Regions from separate parts of the Ovis aries genome. Here region 1 is linked to region 2. Evidence: chromatin contacts called from public Hi-C data. All regions are on one chromosome and are shown on one strand. The core of a region is the stretch at or near the end of the contact, and the rest is flanking DNA. Distances in the headings are between cores, read along the strand shown.

Region 1 (2,752 bases), core at 140-2,639, 540 kb after region 2:
AACCAAAAAACCCAGAGTGGCAGAGAAAGGAGGCCCTCAAAGTTATCAATTAAATGATCTTCCTTTGGTGGCCAAAGAAAGAATGTTTGGCAAGAGGGTAGCTTTAAAGGAAAAAAAAAAGAAAAAGATGCTTTTCCTAACCAACTTCCTAGCCATCCTGCGTCAGCAGCAGCTGTAGGAATCCCTTCTCTGCACAAGGGCAAGGTGCTGTGGGGCTGTTTAACACCTGGCCCCAGCTCCGCTGAAAGCCTGGCCAGTATCAAACACCGTGGGTCACAGAAATATTTATGGTGGTTATGATACAGTGAGCCGGGGGGACGAAATATTTCCCACCCAGTAATATTTAATGGAAATGCTTTTGCTGACTTGATGATAAGGAATCTCTTCCTGGTGGTCAAAACCAAGGAATTAGGAACCTAAGATTTTACAGCTGGAAGAGAGATGGAACTCCCACTTCCCGCGCTTAAGGAATATGAATTGTGTTCAGAAATCTTCCCACACTCCCTGGTTAGTACATCCACTGATTTAGAAAGTCCCAGGGGCTCTGGAAGTTTCTGATGATGGATCATCTTTTTTTTTTTCTTCTTCTTCTTTCTCCCTTTCCTTCAGGGCTCCAGACAGTTGGTGCTTAAGTGTCTACAATTTAACGTTTCACATATCTTCCTTGGGCTCTCATATGTCTACCTATCCCGCCTAGGACATCTCCCTAAATAATCTCTGAGTGGAGAGGAACGATCCTCTCCTAGGAGATTTATCTGAGAAGGGAGGTGCGCGGGGCCGTTCGAATTCCGAGGCTCGGATTTCGTTGCGGGCAGGTCAGATGGTGCGGTCGGCGGGCTCCAAGGATGCGCGCAGCTGTCCCCGCAAGAGGCGCGGCGCACAGGTGCTCGGCCTCCCGCCCCTGAAGTCGCAGGGAAGCTGCCGCACCGACACGTGAGTCGCAGGCAGTTAAACCTCGGGTGTTTCGACCCTGGTGGACAGAAAAAAAAAAAAAAAAGTCAACGACACCCGGGGCGACTGTCGCGATTAAAGCCCCGGCCCCTCTGTCGCCAGCCCTCCGTCCAAACCGACGGAGAGCCTCGGATTGGCACCTCGCGGCCCGAGCCTCCCTCCGCGGGCTGCGTCTGCGCCATCTCCCCGCGCGGTCTGCACCGGCTCGGCGGCGGGGGCCGGCGGGTTCCGCCGGCCGTGGGGCTCGCGGTGGGCGCGGGGGCGGGCGCCCCTGACCCCGCCGGGCCGACGGTGCCCGCAGCCCTGCGAGCCGCGGCGGGTGCGTCCCTCCCGTGCGCCCCGCGCGCTCCCGGGGCGCCGGCCGAGCGCCACGCGGTCTTAGCGTAAGTCGAGCTCGGAGCGTGCTCCTCGCGGCCGCCGGCCGCCCCGCCCGGTTCCCGCCGCCGGCCTCGCCCCGCGGTTCCTCCGCCCGGGCGCTTCATGCGGCTGCCTGGCCCGGCCTTGTCCGCCGATCGCGCTGCGGCGCAACTCGGGGGGCACCCAGCAGGCGCCGGCTCCTCCGCTGGTCCCGCGCTTTCCGCGCGGTTCCGCCGCCTCCCACCCGCGAGACTCTCCAATTTGATAGGATCTTTGATCAACCGCAGCGTTTCCCCCAGGTGTTAGCTGCCTCCGTTTGTAACTTTTCTGCATTCCCGTGATTCCTTCTTTTCTTTCCTCTTTAAGGTTGTGGATAGTACAAAGTTTGGACCTGGCATGTTAAAAAAACAAAAACATGTTACTTACAGTTTTACAGGGGGGTGCTGAGTGGGTTTTTAATTTACTGACAAAAATCATTCCACCGCTCTTCATTTTCCTCTCTGAATCTCAACTATACTTCATCTATAAAGTAAAATGTAAACCATTTTTATCTCACCTGCCTTCCAGTAGAGGGTTGGTGAGATGACCTCGTGAAGGATCTTGCAGGGATCGCTAATGATTTTGTGATCTGTAGATTTGAAACGTAGGATTAGAAATATATCATTTTCTTTTAAGCGGTGAGTAAAGAAGCAGGGCGTCTTTCTCTCTCCCTCTCACCAGCTGGGGCAACTAGGGCTCTCCACACTCAGTGTCAGGAACACAGAATCAGGGTGTCAGACCTGAGATGACGGGTCTGTCCGGCAAGGACTACAGGTTAGTCCTGTAAGATCCTTTGTGCCATGGGTTTTCTCTGCTCAAACTGATAATAGAATAGTTAATTGCGTATTTTGAGTTGTTCTTCCTTTCACGTTTTCAGTCCTGGAGGGAGGGAGACTGAGAAAGAGAGAGAGGGGGGAGAGAAAGGCAACTAGTTCTCATCTTTAAAATACAAAAAAAAAAAAAAAAAAAAAAAAAAATCAATCCCTTTGATCAAAGTGGAAAACCAAAGGCCCAAATCCCTTCCATTACCCTCCACTGTGATTAAAATTGAAGTGTTCTTAAAAAAAAAAAAAAAGTCATTTCAGATTGCAAGGAAGAGAATCTCTCTCTTTCTCTAGGCCTCCCCCACCTTCTTTGCCTCTTTCTTTCTCTTTTAAGGGAGACATAGGAGCAGTTTAGGGATGTTTTTCTGATTGGAGAGTTTTTAAGAGGCTACCTCTCAAAGGCAGCTGAGACGACTGAACGCTGACTTTAGGTGAGCCAATATGAGGCATGTACTGCAGAGCCCTCCGAAAGAATCTAGACTATTTTTTACAGGATAAATCACCTGTGTGTGTGCGTGACTGGATTATTTCGTGTATGTTGTTCCGACCCACCCTTTCCCTAGGACGCCAGGGCGACCTTC
Region 2 (2,814 bases), core at 16-2,515:
TGCAATCATTTATTTCTAAGGAAGAAGCGTGTCTATTCAGTATTTCCTTCAATCTGTAATCTACGGGGTCCAGAATCTTGTCCCTCAAAATCTGATCAGGGGACCAGGAGTATGCTTATCCCCTGGAAGCCCATTAGAAATGCAGAACCCCAGACTAACTGAATCAGAATCAGCATTTTAACAACATCCTCAGGTCATGCTTGTACACAATAAGAAGGGCTGACCTAAGACAAAGAAAACCCAAAGGCTCTTTAAAAGAAAGGGCCATCAAAGTCTGACTATTCCGATAAAAATGGGCAGGCATGCCCACATATAGTTAACAATCAGATTCTTACAATGCTTAATACTTGGACAAATGCTTACACATATCCGTTCTTGCGGCACTGTTAGCACATTTTATTCTCAATGTGAGGGCAATGGGGTATTACATAAGCATCTCTTGGTCATCGGGCCAGCCATTTGCAGAGGGACCTGGGACCCAGGTCTTGTTCCTGTGACCCTGCCACCTGGGGTCTTGGAAAGCCGAAAGGAGTCAGGGGTACGGTGCAATCAGGACAGAGCTGGATGACTCATCCGACTGAGTCCCATTTTTGAAATGTACCTACATTTCCTTCCATCTTAAGCAACAAAAACCCATTTCCTTCCTTCCTCTTCATTTGGAAACATCACTGTCAGGCTACAACTAACCACATTAAAGGATCTGGATGAGCGCAATGTGGAAATAGCTAAAATCACATTTCCTCTCATCAGTATCTGGTCTCATCCCCTGCTGCAAACAGGAGCAGGGTTTCAGAAGATGCTGGAGGAAAACAGTTACCGAAGAAACACAATTAGCCATCGATGTTCGAAAGCCTTTCCCATTTCCTTACCATCTTGTTACCGAAACGGCTTCGTGGTTACGGGCCAGTGCTTCCTGAGGGATGAATGCCAAGGAGGCACCACAGGCACACGGGGTCTACTGTTTCAGGGAAATGAGACGTGCCCCTCCAAGGTGGACCTACCTCTGTAAGGGTCCTGGGGTGGGTTCAGATCAGGGGAAGTTGCCGACTGGACAGGTAGCTGCGGCACCGGCACCTGGTTCGGAACGAGAGAGTGGCTGCCTCGCAGGGCCACGCCGTCTTCACGATGGGCCCCAACCTGAAAGAGCCAGAGGGACGGCGGAGGTAAGTGGGCATCAGAGGTGCGACCGCAGGGCCCCAAGGAAGGAAGACCAGCCTTTGAAAACAAGACTCCCCAGTGCATTTCACTAGAGGGCGCTGAAGGATCATACATGCAGCTACAGTCCTCAGCGGAAGGAAAAAAAAAACAACACTTAACGCTCAGTAAGATGCTGTGCTGTACATCCAGTGACAAATATGGCAGAGGAGCTCAGGCAGGTAAAACGTCAAATTGTCTCCCAGGGTGCTGCGGTGGAGCGTACTGATTCGCACCCATCTGCCTTCTATCATGTCCGCCAACAGATCTGACAATTATCTTAATGCCCATATGCTTAATTGTGGGCTTCTCAATTCCCCCATTGCTATCGGAAATCCTACAGGAATTTCAATTTGGCATTCGACTTTCATTTCAGGGGATAAGATTCTCAGGCCTGCCATGTTTTTCTTTTTTTTTTTTTTTTCCATAATGCCAGCTAAGCCTCTGACAGCGGAAGCTACAGCAGTATGGGACGTAGCCCCTGCTCGGTACAAATATAATAAAATGTCACCTGGCTTTCCAAAACTGGCAGCCCATTCCAAATTAATGTTTACTGTATTTCATCAGCTGCTGAGTTCCAAATCCAAAGGGGGACCGTTTCTGCCAATGCCACCATACCGGAAAATGTACCAATAAAGGTTTTATTAAACACACCAGTAATGCCATCATTGCCATGCAAAGATGTTTGGACATTTTTCCATTTTTTTTTTTTAAACTATTCTGATCCTAGATAGACACCATATTGGAAACACTCTCGATGACTCCAAGAATAAAATTATAGAGTACAGCATGATGACTGGGTCTGGAAAAAAAATACTGCTGAGTTTTTTATTAATTACTACTACCTACTCTGGGGTCCAGAGATGTTGAACTTATGGCACTGAGACAGCAATAGCTGACTTTTATAGTGAACGCCTTCAAGGAAGACCATTGAGCATTTGGAAACCAAGAGGACCGTGAGTCAAGCTTCACTGGCATTCCACGTAATTATCTGTTAGTGTATTGTTTGGTGGGTCTAACACTAAAAGTATCTCTCCATGAATTTACACTGCTATGAATCAAAGAGTGTATGTTTTTTCCCAATCCGAAATCGAAAGCCACAACGCAAAATCTTCACTCTTTTGCTACCCAGTGTTTAAAGAATATTTTCGCCAAGCGCAACAACAATAAGAATCTGAACTGCAACAATAAAATGCACAGAACCAGATGAAGCATGTGCTATCTCAAGACAGCCTAGTATGAACTGTCACCTTTACAGACTCCAAAACAATGCAGAAGATGATGATACAGAGGGAAGGGGGAGGACCATATAAATCATACTAACTGCTGAGATTCAAAATACAGCAAAAATAACACTATTATACAGAGAATGGATAAACGACAAGGTCCTACTGCACAGCACAGGGAAATACATTCAGTGTCCTGTGATAAACCATAATGGAAAAGAATATGAAAAAGAATGTATATACATATGTATCTACTGGACAGCAGAAATTAACACAGCGCTGTAAGCCAACACCACGTTTTTATAATTTTTTAAATTTCAAAATAATTTTTTTTAAAAGTTAAAACAAAATACAGCAAGAAGAGCACAGGATTTAAGGACTCGGGCACACCGGG

The links. A called contact is a pair of places that touch in the nucleus more often than the background predicts.
Region 1: a Hi-C map of hypothalamus shows a contact between it and region 2, with 10 times the contacts expected there. The contact joins two enhancer-like sites. A contact is called at or near these places in 8 of 16 Hi-C or Micro-C datasets (blood, hypothalamus, muscle and 4 more).

The regions. Positions count from the first base shown.
Region 1 is chr23:55,496,347-55,499,098 of ARS-UI_Ramb_v3.0, forward strand. No RefSeq gene overlaps it. Among named protein-coding and RNA genes, the nearest start is that of TCF4, 170 kb to the left of the region's middle. Within about 2 kb of position 1,390, at least 12 of the 54 cell types and tissues checked have an H3K27ac peak or open chromatin away from gene starts, as enhancers often do. A contact at or near this core is called in hypothalamus, where this site is marked.
Region 2 is chr23:54,953,621-54,956,434 of ARS-UI_Ramb_v3.0, forward strand. TCF4 (transcription factor 4) reads right to left here. Exons shown (of 19, transcript XM_060405546.1): 15 at 1,002-1,137. Among named protein-coding and RNA genes, the nearest start is that of CCDC68, 280 kb to the left of the region's middle. Within about 2 kb of position 1,266, at least 10 of the 54 cell types and tissues checked have an H3K27ac peak or open chromatin away from gene starts, as enhancers often do. A contact at or near this core is called in hypothalamus, where this site is marked.